Regions from separate parts of the Mus musculus genome. Here all the other regions are linked to region 2. The links are chromatin contacts, called in public HiChIP or PLAC-seq and capture Hi-C maps. All regions are on one chromosome and are shown on one strand. The core of a region is the stretch at or near the end of the contact, and the rest is flanking DNA. Distances in the headings are between cores, read along the strand shown. Region 1 has its middle 48 kb from the start of Gm30474. Region 2 has its middle 41 kb from the start of Runx1. Region 3 overlaps Runx1 (runt related transcription factor 1).

The links. HiChIP or PLAC-seq counts read pairs in DNA pulled down with a chosen protein or histone mark. Capture Hi-C pulls out chosen DNA fragments and counts their contacts.
Region 1: a capture Hi-C map of bone marrow-derived macrophages shows a contact between it and region 2, with 3 times the contacts expected there. The contact joins two enhancer-like sites. A contact is called at or near these places in 1 of 484 Hi-C or Micro-C datasets (cortical neurons) and 1 of 9 other capture datasets (bone marrow-derived macrophages).
Region 3: an H3K27ac HiChIP or PLAC-seq map of microglia shows a contact between it and region 2, with 6 times the contacts expected there. The contact joins two enhancer-like sites. A contact is called at or near these places in 1 of 39 promoter capture datasets (the 3T3-L1 cell line), 16 of 484 Hi-C or Micro-C datasets (B cells, the BV-2 cell line, the G1E-ER4 cell line and 10 more) and 7 of 115 datasets of contacts at active chromatin or transcription factors (CD8 T cells, the HPC-7 cell line, bone marrow-derived dendritic cells and 4 more).

Annotation. Positions count from the first base shown.
Region 1 is chr16:93,081,672-93,085,932 of GRCm38.p6, forward strand. No RefSeq gene overlaps it. Among named protein-coding and RNA genes, the nearest start is that of Gm30474, 48 kb to the right of the region's middle. Within about 2 kb of position 2,855, at least 22 of the 459 cell types and tissues checked have an H3K27ac peak or open chromatin away from gene starts, as enhancers often do. A contact at or near this core is called in bone marrow-derived macrophages, where this site is marked.
Region 2 is chr16:92,865,227-92,869,343 of GRCm38.p6, forward strand. No RefSeq gene overlaps it. Among named protein-coding and RNA genes, the nearest start is that of Runx1, 41 kb to the left of the region's middle. Within about 2 kb of position 2,320, at least 86 of the 459 cell types and tissues checked have an H3K27ac peak or open chromatin away from gene starts, as enhancers often do. A contact at or near this core is called in the BV-2 cell line, the G1E-ER4 cell line, the HPC-7 cell line and 3 more, where this site is marked.
Region 3 is chr16:92,713,305-92,717,699 of GRCm38.p6, forward strand. All of the region lies in intron 2 of Runx1 (runt related transcription factor 1), which reads right to left. Among named protein-coding and RNA genes, the nearest start is that of Gm30281, 47 kb to the right of the region's middle. Within about 2 kb of position 2,452, at least 92 of the 459 cell types and tissues checked have an H3K27ac peak or open chromatin away from gene starts, as enhancers often do. A contact at or near this core is called in the BV-2 cell line, the G1E-ER4 cell line, the HPC-7 cell line and 3 more, where this site is marked.

The DNA.
Region 1 (4,261 bases), core at 1,605-4,104, 220 kb after region 2:
ATATGGAGGGCCCTGTGCTCTTAGGGGTAGACTTAGTAATCAGTAAGAGTTTCCATAAAAAGTGTCACTTCTCCTTTTTAAAAATGTGTGTGTGTGTGTGTGTGTGTGTGTGAGTGTGTGTGTGTGTGTGTGTATGGGTATGCACATGTGTGTATGCATATGTGTGTGTATCCATGCATGCATGTGTATGTGTGTGAGTGTGTATGCTTGTTTGTATGTGTGTGTGCATGTGTGTGTGTTTGTTTATGTGTGAGTGTGTATGTGTGTGTGCATGTGTGTCTATGTATGTATGTGTGTGTGCAAGTATACATTCATTCACACATGTAGGCTTGTGTGTTGAGGGCCAAGAGAGGGCATCAGATCCCTGGAATTGGAGTTAAGGGTGGTTGGGCTTTGAGACACCCAAAGTGGTGATAGGAACCAAACTTGTGTCTTTTTAAAGAGTAGCAAATCCTCTTAACCATCGAGCCATCTCTCCAGGCCCCCACATCTATCTATCTATCTATCTATCTATCTATCTATCTATCTATCTATCTATCTATCTATATTTACTGTATCTTCTAGGGCCCACGTATAGTAGGTAAATTATCAAATCAAGAAAAAGATCTAGGTACAGAATGAGTAGTAGTAATTTAAGCTTAACATAAGACACAAAATGTGTGTGGAAAATTTAAACTGATGTTTTATTAATTTGGAATTTCCCCGCCTGGTTCCTGGTGGGGTATGATATCAGCCCCACCAACTAGAGCAGAAAAGAATGTGTGGATCTTTTTATAGCAAGCAAAGTTCATAAGAAAACTATGTGACTATCCTCAAGAGATGCTAAAGAGAGAAACCGAACAAAACAAGGCAGGTTGGAAACTCATTAATGTTACCATGGAAGGTTGGGAAGTGAAGTCAGAGAGAACATTGACGCGTCCACACTTGGGTTCCTGCCCCGCAGTGTTATAGCAGATACTTCATCGTCCTCAGTGAGGAGAAAGGACGGGTACTTTGGTTCGATGCCTCCGGCACTGTCAGAGAGGAGCTAAATAAATGAATATTTCAGCAAAGTATTTTTATCTTTTCCAAGTACAGCCAAGTGACTGGTCAATTATCTTCAATAGATTTGGGTTCTAAAAGCTGTGTGTGAGAAAGGACAGCCAACGCAGGAGATGGATCCAGTGTTTGGGCTAGAATGTCGAGAAACCAGTGGCAGAGATTTTCAGGCAACCGTGAGTCTTGGTGGCCAGGATGGGCACCTGCCATACAGACTGTAACTGCAATATTCTTTCTGAGATCAAAGCTGTGGACTGCTGTGACAAAAAGCCAAGAGGGAGAAGAGAGTGACAGTGTGGGAAGCTAAGGACAGTGTTCCTGGTGGAGGAAAGGGTTCCGAGAGCTGTGACCTTTGAACCAACCCCTGACCGACAGCCAGGAAAGCCATTTGAAGACCTTGAGGTGTTATTACTGCTTTTATAATAGCAAATTACATGTTAATCTCTTAGCTCAACCACAGAGCACTCAACAGCAGCCAAAGACACACACTCCTGCCCTTTCTTATGACGGAGGAAGAAAATGAGAGCCCAGACAGAAGGAGGGAGTCTGATTCACACCCACACTGAAGGGATCTACAGGGGAAGGAGGCTGCTTCCATCTCCTGGGCTGTTGATCATGATAACTGGTGGAAAGCTTGCCTGAAACCAGAAACCACACTTGGCTGTAGCTCTGTTGCTTTGCTGCATCCTCACACCCTGTTTCTTCCTGTGGCTAACAGCAAACAACCACTGGACCTGCTACCTCTCTTAGCCCATTAAAGAAAACCTGGGTCATTCCAAACACCATCTTCCCATCAAGCCCAGGGTTTGTGAGGCTTAGAGCTGGCCCTTTCTGAAATGTTTCTCCCTGAAGGAAGCTTAGTAGTCTCTCTCTCTCTCTCTCTCTCTTCTCTCTCTCTCTCTCTCTCTCTCTCTCTCTCTCTCTCTCTCTCTCTCTCTCTCCCCCCTGATGTGAAAGAGAGAGAGAGAGGCTACCTGGAGACATAACCTCATTGTCCCACAAAACACTTGAATAGTATTTCTCCAAAGTCATGATACATGTGACCTCACTTGGAAGTAGTTTACATATTTAGTAACTTCAGTGTGACTATTCAGTGTAATCATTCTGGATTAGGATAGCTGCTGAGTCCAGTAACAAACATCTTTCCTGTATGAGAGGGAGACTGGAGACTTGGAGCCTCAGCCAGGAGAGATGCACAGAGATGTAGTAGGGGTGAACCAAGTCAGCCTCAAGCTAAAGAAAGCCCAGGATTGCTGCCAGAAACCAGGGGCCAGGAGAAGGGCATGGAGTGACTGGTCCCGGCTTATTTGGGAGAAACCAGCTCAGTTTACATGTTAACTTGTGAATTTTAGCCTCAATATTGTCGAGAGGGAAATCTCTGTTGTTTGACAACAATAGGTTGGTGGTATCTTAGTATAATAGTCACAAAAATCCAATGTATTTGGTATGAGTCTCCATCATTGCTGAGAAGGCTAATTGTTAGTTATTGGGGGCCAGTGAGGTGGCTCAGCAGGGAGGAGTGCCTCACGCACACGCACGCACACACACACACACACACACACACACGAGTGTTCAAAACATAAGTGTCAGCCAGGGCCCTACAAGAAAGCAAAGAACCAAACCCTTCTGCCTAGAGACAAAGAGACAACCAAACAACCAACCAAACAACAAACAAACCTGGCAGAGGAGTCTTGGGAGCAAGAAAAACAATTGTCAGCATAATTCTGGTTCCAGCCATTTCTGCATTTTAACACATGCTGGTGTCTTGAAACTGGAATCCAGGGCAGACAGTTCCTGGTTGAGGAACTAAGGGCCTGAGAGGGAAAATCCCTTCAGAGTCCCTCGGAGAGGTGCTGAGCTGTGGAAAGTGAACCCAGGGGCCTGTGAAGAGATTCTGTGAGGGGAGCCAGCACTGTTGCTGGGAGGTGGGGAAGGGAAGCAGGAGACAGATCCTCGCCTTTGCAAGCTGCAGCGTACTGGGCCAGCACAGAGGACTGGCAGCTTTGGCTTTGCCCTGGCAACATAAAGATTCATGAAGTGGCTTTTTAACACTTTGGACTATTGAGATTTTACATTGATCACACTGAGACATTAATTTCAGGCTCTTTTTAAAAATGCTGGAGGTTCAGCCAGGCCCTTGTGCCAGAAGGCAGAGGTGTGGCCGAATGAGGAAGATGCTAGGTGCTCAGTCCCTCCCTGCGCTGTCCTATGGTCACAGACTGCTCTGCTCTGCATCACAGGCCTGGTCTGGTTCACAACAGGTCTTGGGACCCACAGATTACTAAAGAGATGCCCACTGCTGTGGAGGGGCATCTTTGGGCATGGGAAATACCACAGAGTGGCCTTCAGGTCCAATTGAGGAATGGCTTGAGCAGGAGGGCATCTGTCCCTTATGTAATGAACCTACATCGGAATACAGCTTGGCTTGCTTAGCATATTGGGCACAGTGGCTTTCAGAAACTTCTGGGAACAAAATCCCAGGTCTAAAACTCAAGCAACAAGCACTGGCTGTTTAACAAGGCATACGTAATGGACGTCAATTGGGTTTCTCAAAGCAATCCTCCTCAGATGCCTAGAGCCACACGCAGGCCCTATGGACAGACAAACAGGGAAGACGACACACACCAGAACCCAAGGAAGCCCTCAGAGTACAGAGGCTGGGATGAGCGCTTAACACCCATCACGTAGGGGATGCCGGGGCCGCTGAAATGCAGATGATTCTTAGAACGGTGGACTCATGTAAGAGCTTTCTAAATGGTTACACAGCTACCATCTGGAAAGTCTACCATTAGGGTGTTCATCTTAAACAAAAGACAGAATACAATCAACAAATGTGTAAATTTTCTTGAATGTAATTGCTATCTAACTTAGTAGTTATGCAAACATTATACAGTATAGTGTTTATAATATGACCTGATAGATGGCTGTTTGACACAGCTGCACCCCCTCCATTAGTCATTAGTTGGCAGCGTTGTGGTCTCTTGACAGGGACAAAGGGAGAATCTTACAGCTTCTCCCAGTTTCTTAAGCTATGGACTGTGGCTCTTGGTGCTCTGTGGGTGTGGCTCCAGTGTTCTTCCTCTCAGGAGGAGCCCTTGTTTGGTGAACCCTGCTGTCTCTTGGCTGATGCCTGCATCTCCTGAGCTCTGCCTCATCTGTGTATCTGGTCATTCTTAAGGTTTGTGTCTGGAAACTCCTGCAAGTGACTGTCTTGTGACTGGGT
Region 2 (4,117 bases), core at 1,070-3,569:
TGAATTCCCAGCTCCCGAGAAAGCTGATTTAGGAGGATAGTGAGTTCAAGGTCAACCTAAGTAATTTGGGGAGAATTTATGTCAGAATAAAAAAATCCATAAGATCTTGGGGTTTGGTTCAGTAGTAGGGCTTTTGGATGGCATACTCAAGACCCTGGGTTCAACTCTAAATATTGTAAAAAATAAAAGTAGAAAAATGAGATATTCTGTTCTATATTTGTATTGACTTAAAAGGCAGAAAATGAAAAGTATGCAGAATAATATAGTGAAAACCTAGTTTCAATATGACAAATCTGTTTCTTAAAAGGTTCCACTGTTCCATAAAGCAGAACTTAAAATCTACCAACCCCTCTGAACTGCTTCCTGGTGTCCTTTGTCTGGAAAATCACTGGGAGGACTGCCTTGTGAGAGCGTAGAATATCCCGGAGTGCGGGAGGAGGAGGGGGAGCATGGGATCTGGAGGAGCATGGGGAAGTGGAGGAGCATGGGGAGGAGGAGGGAGAAAGACAGCATGGGAAGTGGAGGAGCATGTGAAGTGGAGGAACATGGGGAGGAGGAGGAAGAAAGAGAGCATGGGAAGTGGAGGAGCATGTGAAGTGGAGGAGCATAGGGGGAGGAGGAGGAAGAAAGAGAGCATGGGAAGTGGAGGAGCATGTGAAGTGGAGGAGCATAGGGGGAGGAGGGAGAAAGAGAGCATGGGAAGTGGAGGAGCATGGGGAAGTGGAGGAGCATGGGGAGGAGGAGAAAGAGGAGGAGGATGGAGAGCATAGGAAGTGGAGGAGCATGTGAAGTGGAGGAGCATAGGGGGAGGAGGGAGAAAGAGAGCACGGGAAGTGGAGGAGCATGGGGAGGAGGAGAAAGAGGAGGAGGGGCGAGAGTATGGGAAATGGAGGAGCATGGGGAGGAGGAGGAAGAGGAGGAGGAGGAGAGAGAGTATGGGAAATGGAGGAGCATGGGGAGGAGGAGGAAGAGGAGGAGGAGGAGAGAGAGTATGGGAACTGGAGGAGCATGGGGAAGTGGAGGAGCATGGGGAGGAGGAGGAAGAAAGACAGCATGGGAAGTGGAGGAGCATGTGAAGTGGAGGAGCATAGGGGGAGGAGGGAGAGGAGGAGGAGGGAGAGCATAGGAAATGGAGGAGCATGGGGAGGAGGAGGGAGAAAGAGAGTATGGGAAGTGGGGGAGCATGGGGAGGAGGAGAAAGAGGAGGAGGGGTGAGAGTATGGGAAATGGAGGAGCATGGGGAGGAGGAGAAAGAGGAGGAGGGGTGAGAGTATGGGAAATGGAGGAGCATGGGGAGGAGGAGGAAGAGGAGGAGGAGGAGAGAGAGTATGGGAAATGGAGGAGCATGAGGAGGAGGAGGGAGAGCATGGGGAGCATGGGAAAGATAAGAAGAAGAGATGGAGGAGGAGGAAGAACATGGGAAGTGGAGGAAGATGGGGGAGAAGGAAGAGGAGGAGGAAGAGACCAGCTCATTATCCAAACTCAGTGGCACCAAGAGAGACCAGAGACTCCATCCCCTTGGCGTTCTCTGAGGCCAATTGTCAGTGGTCACAATGGATGTACAGATCTCAGCTTCTCTCCGAGCCCCCTGTTCAGATCCTACAAGGATGATGTACCTGCAAACCACCTGTGCTCCTCCCAAGATGAGGGAGTTGGGATGATCTGTGTTGAATTTTAAAATACTTCAGGTGTATTCTCTACAAATTTGAAATATCCTTTGACAAGTCAGACCTTCCTCCCTAGATATCAAATCCTCTATGTTCTGGCACTCACAATCACACATATTTCTTCCACATCCCAGAGATAATTGATCATCCTGCCTGCCTCTGCTACTGGCCATGCCCTTGGTAGTCCACACGGGAGAAAAAAATTCTCCCCTGAGCCCAGAGTAGGTTTCCCTTCTTTTCACCATTGCTAACTCCTATATTCTTTCTGATTCACTGTTGAGCCTCAAGGGTGAGGGCTGTAGACACAGCTGTAAAGGTCATGGTCAGGTTCTGCTGTGGGACCTAAGGGTCTTTGCACTGGTGCTGCCACGTGGATTGGTGAACCGATGCCAACAAGCAGAAAGCATCATGGCTCAAGCAGTGTGGGAACTATGTCATCCTCTTTGTCATCCTTCAAGAGCGGGGGTGGATGGTTTCACCTCTGGTGCAGCAGATGGCTTCTGTCATCAGGGACCCAAGCCTTTTCTATTCTTCCTCTCTGTGGTCTTTGACCAGTTGGACAGGAAAACAAAACTTCATATTTATCACCTCATGATCACAAGATGGCTGACGTAACCCCCACAAGGCGTTCTCCTCTCAGCACCACAAACAGGAAGGAAGGAGCTGATGCAGATGTTGTTGTCTTTTGATTTAGAAAGCGAATCCCGTTCTGCTTCCCTCTTCCTCTCAGTGTGGAGACCTAATTATGTTCCTGTCTCTCAAAGACGATCAGTGAGGACAAGTAGGACCCCCACAGCTGGTTCAGACATTTGTGTTGAGAACAGGACTGACCTACTTTGAGAACAAAGAGAACTCTGTTCAATGTCTGGAACACAAGATTGGGAGGTGTTCTAGTTCGATTGCTGTTGCTCTGATGAGACCCCCTGACTAAGGGCACTTCAGGAAGTTAAGGGTTTATTTACTCTTTCAGGGCACTGTCTGTCACTGAAGGGTGTCAGCTGAGTCTATGTGGATTAACTAGCCTGACTGGGGAGCTCTCCCCAGCCTCAGAGGCTACGACAGGAAGCCTGGAGGAACTCATGGCTCATGCTCTGCTTTCTTTTTCTCTTCTTTCTGATCTAATTTTCATTTTACGTGTGTAAGTGTTTGTGCCTGACCTGAGTCTGAATAACTCGTCTGCCTCGCACCCCAGGGAGGCCAGAAGAGGGCATCAGAGTCCCCAGAACTAGAATTACAGATGGTTGTGAACCACCATATTGGTGCTGGGAACTGAACTCAGGTCTTCTGCAAGAGCAGCAAGTGCCCTTAACCACTGAGCCATATCACCACCTCTCTAGCCTTCTTAGACAGCTCTCTTATACACCCCAAGACCACCTGTCCGCTGTGGACTGGGCCCTCATACGTCAACTGACAATCAAGACCACACATGCCTTCCAGATATTCCCATAGGCCAATTCTGTCTGATAGGCTAATTTAATCTTGCTGATCTATCAGTTAAGACCCCCTTCTCAGGTGACTCTAGTCTATGTTAAGTCGACAGCTAAAACCAGGGCATGAAGAAACAGCTATGGGCTATGCAACCAGGAAGCCAGTCTAGGTATTCTGCTCTGAGAGAGTTGGTCTAGCTTTGATAACCTTCTTTGCCCTTGACTGTGGCCTCCTCCAGTCCAGGCATGCGTGGTCACAGGAGCACCTTCATCCTTGCACATTGCAGACTTACCAGAACTTTGTCTTCATTCTCACATTTACCTCCTGGAAGGGACCACTTCAAGCTTCCTTGCACACTGGTCATGTTTTTTATCATCTTGCCTTGTCTATTTATAATTCCCCACTCTAGGCTTCCAGGAAGCCTGTCTCTATCATGTTCCTTTTTTCTGAGCAGGCTTCCTCTCGTCAGCCCCTTTCCTTTCTTCCTCTCTGCCATGTTCTCGTAGTGGCTGTGCCTACCACCACTCTGTTGCTTCTTACTGTATTTTTTAATGTGTTATTTTTCATACAATTATATTTTGATTATGTTTCCCCTTCTTCAAATCCTCCCGGATCATCCTCACCTTCCAATACACCCAACTTTATGTTCTCTGTCTCTATTCCTTGGGGGCAGGGGCGGGGGGGGGGAGACCTCTAAGAAACAAAATCAAGCAGGAAACAGCCCTTTCAAACCACAAAAACTGAAGATCAAACAAATTAACAACAAAAAGCCAAGTAGTTAAAAGACCATTATGACAAAAACAGAAATTCTGAAACAAAGCAATATGAAAACAACAACAACAACAACAACAACAACCAAAAACCCACAAAAATACCCTTGAGTTCATATTGTGTTAGCCAGCCACTACTGGGCACGGGACCTGCCCTGGCGTGTGGCTCTGTAACATCACTGTTTTTAAGTGTGAAGTTAGATGAGCTTTAGAAATCACTATAAATAAGATACAGATTATGTTTATCATCCT
Region 3 (4,395 bases), core at 1,202-3,701, 150 kb before region 2:
TGTTCTAGCTGTACGTCTAAGGAAATGAGCTGTTTTAACAACACAGAACCCAGCGAGCTGGATAGGTAGTTCAATGACTTTTCCAGAATGGTACTTAAGGAGCAGAGCCCATCTCCACTTGGGTTGGAGCCCATGGCCTTATGGTTTAAATATAAAACGCATTATAGCTCTTTATTTAGAGAGCCATATGCCATTTTTAGGGAGCAGCCTCGGTTCTCTCTCTGACTTCGGTGGTGGACAGTGCAGATAGGTGTCTCAGCGCTGTCATTAGTATCCATTATTTATTAGGTTTTGATGGTGGATTAGAAACCAGCTGGGAGGGTTATGCGCCCCTTCAGTGAAAACCTCCTCACTAAGGTCAGGACTTCCAAGTGTAACCTTTGGAGGCTCAGGAGAGGGCAAGGGATCCAGCATAGTTCAGGCCTCCAAAGTTCAGGGTCAGGGAGAAGAGGGAGACTTCAAAATTTAAAAACAGCCTCAGGTTTTCTGCCACAGGGCAGACTCCATTGGTAAAGAAGAAGCGAAGGATAGACAAAACACCAGGCAATGGTCTAATGCCACCCAGGGAGCAACGCTTGCTTTCCCAAAGATCAAACCATGGCAAAGGCCTTCTGGCTGCTGGCTACAAAGACGTCTGAAACCTTCTGACCCAGAGGGAAGTCCGTCTGAGAACACAGTCTGTCACATGAGTTCCATGGCTAAGTGTGGTCACACTGCGTGTGACTGCAGACTCCCTTCCTTCTCTGTGTCCCTCTTTCCTCCATTGCCAAGTCTGAAACCATGCTGCTCTCAACACAGTACAAAGAAGACCAGACTGAGTTGGAACTGCTGGAGCAGCTTGAGATGCAGGAGTACCCTGAGATGCAGGAGCACTCTGAGATGCTGGAGCACTCTGAGATGCAGGAGCACTCTGAGATGCTGGAGCACTCTGAGATGCAGGAGCACTCTGAGATGCAGGAATACTCTGAGATGCAGGAGTACCCTGAGATGCAGGAGCACTCTGAGATGCTGGAGCACTCTGAGATGCTGGAGCACTCTGAGATGCTGGAGCACTCTGAGATGCTGGAGCACTCTGAGATGCTGGAGCACTCTGAGATGCAGGAATACTCTGAGATGCAGGAGTACCCTGAGATGCAGGAGCACTCTGAGATGCTGGAGCACTCTGAGATGCTGGAGCACTCTGAGATGCTGGAGCACTCTGAGATGCAGGAGCACTCTGAGATGCAGGAGCACTCTGAGATGCTGGAGCACTCTGAGATGCTGGAGCACTCTGAGATGCTGGAGCACTCTGAGATGCTGGAGCATTCTGAGATGCAGGAATACTCTGAGATGCTGGAGTTCCCTGAGATACTGGAGTACTCTGAGATGTAGGAGCACTCTGAGATGCTGGAGAACTCTGAGATGCTGGAGAACTCTGAGATGCTGGAGCACTCCGAGATGCTGGAGCTGGTCACTCACAAAAGGACAATTCTGAAGTAAGTGAGAGAACAGGGTTGCTCCAGTGGCTACCTTTCTGTGGTAGATGCTGCTAAGCATTTTCCTCCAGACAGACACGTACTATAATTTGTGTACTTTTCAGAGAGCAAGTGGGCTCCTAGAAACAAGCTGACTTCTCTCAGCTTGCCCATCTCGCAGGCCTGGGACCCTCCCTCTGAGAAGGCTGTCTCACCCTCCGCTCTAGCCCTGTGCCTCTTCCATTGGCCATTTTGTAACTTCCCTAAAATCAGGAGGGTCTTGTGAAATTTTCTCTAGAAGAAATTTAGAAATTACTCCTGGAAAGCTCCAGTGGGTCTCTTCTCTTTCAAAGTCCTTTCCCGAGAGCAATCCACAAGTTTAAATCCAGTTCCCAAAAGTCCCAGGAACCGACAACCTGATCTCTGGAAAAACACAAATGAAGATTTCTCTGGAATTCTCAAGCTATGGTACAGTGAGATGGAAAGGGGCTGGCATTAACAGTCTCTCAGGATCTAACTGAGTTTTTTTTTTTCCTTGATTTTTTTATTTCTTGATTTTTTTTTCTTATTTCTTGACTTTAATAGTTAAAAGCAAAAAAGGAAGACTTACTCAACGAGGCCACGTTGGACTGAGGAACAAAGAGGCCATCTTCCTGGACAAAATGTCCAACTTCAGGGACATTTATTTTTTAAGTAGCAGGGTGGAAGGGGGGATTTTTTTTCTTTAATGACCTAAGCTGAAACAAAGGCGACAACAACAACAACAACAACAACAACAACGACACCCGAAATATCTTTGTCTTTCCTCAGGAGAAGTGTCTTAGGACAGAGTGGCTGCTACAGCGGAGGTGTTGCTCAATGTTGTGTTACAACACTATTCCAACTGTCGCTGGGGCGGGGATGGCAGTCTTGCATCAACCCCCTGCAAGGTGTTTCCTGGGCTTTGCAGACAGCAGTGGGGGAGGTGCTGCTCCTCTTGTGAAGGCAGATAATGCCTCCCGCTCCCTCAGCTATCTTCTGGGGCTCGCCCTGGAGATAACAGCTTCACTGCCTGAGGGAGCCCCACGCTCCCAATTTGTAGATCTATATTGATGAAGCTTTTTGTGTTTATCAGACACAGTTTTATCATTCCTCTCCAAATGCCCCCAGTCACACTCAGCCTTTGAACTTTGGCGAATTTATCAAATGGGAGCAATGATTGAGGAGATGTAAAGGCTTATCTGGAATTCTAAAGAAAGAGGAACCGAGCCACGGATCTCTCTGCTAGAGCAGGTCTTTTGGGTGTGTGTGTTTGTGTGCATGGGCTTGTGTTTGTGCGTGCTTGTGTGTGTACGTGTACACACATGAGCACAGGCATGTGTGTTTGCACATGCACACGGGCACATGAAAACAGAGGAAGATGTTTCTTATCTGGGGCAGTAGATTGCTCTATGTAGACATCTTATGCATTTTGTTTTCCTGGACACCTTGCCTTGGATCTTTCTCAAGGCCCCAGAGCAGGTGGTTGAGCTCAGCCTGACTCGCAGTGTGCACAGAATGACAGGCCCTGCATAAGACCCACTTTGACCTCATTTAGATCAGGACTCTCTGAAACCAAGTATCAGCCCTTGAATGGGATTCATGCTGGCTTGTGTTACTTGTATCTTCTTAACAGGCAAACAGCACGAGGCTTTTGAAAGGTTCCAGACACCTTTAGAATCTTGTTCCTTCGTTTTTTTTGTCTTGTTCCTTCTTTTTTTGTCTACTTTTCTCCCCCTCTCTCTCATCTCTCTTTGTCTCTGTTTCTTTCTGTCTCTCCGTCTCTCTCTCATTCTTTTATCAAATTCTACTCTGCAAATCAATATAGAAAGGCGGGGAGGTGGGGACAGATGAAGAGGATGAGGCCCCTCCCTATGCTGGCACAGAGGCCCCTGCGATGCTCCCAATATCAGAGAGAGGTATGGGAGGAAGGAGGAGAGAGAAGGGGAAAAGAGGGGAAGGAAGGAGATGAGAGGGAGGGGGAAGGAGAGGGAGGGGAGGGAAGAAGAAGAAAGGGAAAGCTCTAGTTACAGACCTGGAGGGAATTTCAGAAGGGAGTCCCTGCCCCAGAGTCCCCGTTCTTCCTTGGGTTTGTCCTCCAATCTCTTGTCCTCCAATCTCTCAGCAGGCTGTCCTTCTGAGAGGTACGATTACTCACCATTGGCAGCTATGGAAAAGGCAGCCTGATAATGAGACTGAGATGAGGCCTTTCATCAAATGATCTCTGCCATTATGTCCCCCCCCCCCCGCTTTCCTCTTCTCCTTATTCCCCCTCCTCCTCATCACACACACACACACACACACACACACACACAGAGGCACACACACATGCACAGAGGATGAGAGAGAGAGAAAGAAGAGAGGGGAGAGGTGGAGGGGGAGGAGGAGAAGAGGGAGAGGGAGAGGGAGGAGGAGGGGGAGGGGGAGAGGGAGGATGAGGGGGAGGAGGAGGAGGAGGGGGAGGGGGAGGGGAAGAGGGAGGGGGAGGGGGAGGGGAAGAGGGAGAGGCTGTTGCAACACTGTACAGTCTGGGCACTGCCTGTTGGGTGGCCACTGTCCTCAATCCCTGGCCAGACCTGTCCAGGGTGTCTTGCCACCACACTACACCCTGGCTGACTGCTATGGTTCACACTGATGTTTAAAGTAGAGACAGCATGATTTTTCAGTACAAGGTCTGTCGCAAGGGCACAAGAAGTCTTTAATAAAAACTCTTTGGGGACAGTAGGGACTGTCAGTAAGGGATCAGGTAGATTATGTCTAGATCCAAGCTTATGAGCTCCCGTGGTGGAGCGGGGCCTGTGTATACTGAGTGGCTAACGTTGTTGTTTACAATAACACCCACATGCAGTTGCTGGACGGTGTAAGAAGCAGGGGTATTAACAAGAGTCCCTGCAGTGTCTATCGCTGGAGAATGTAGACTAGA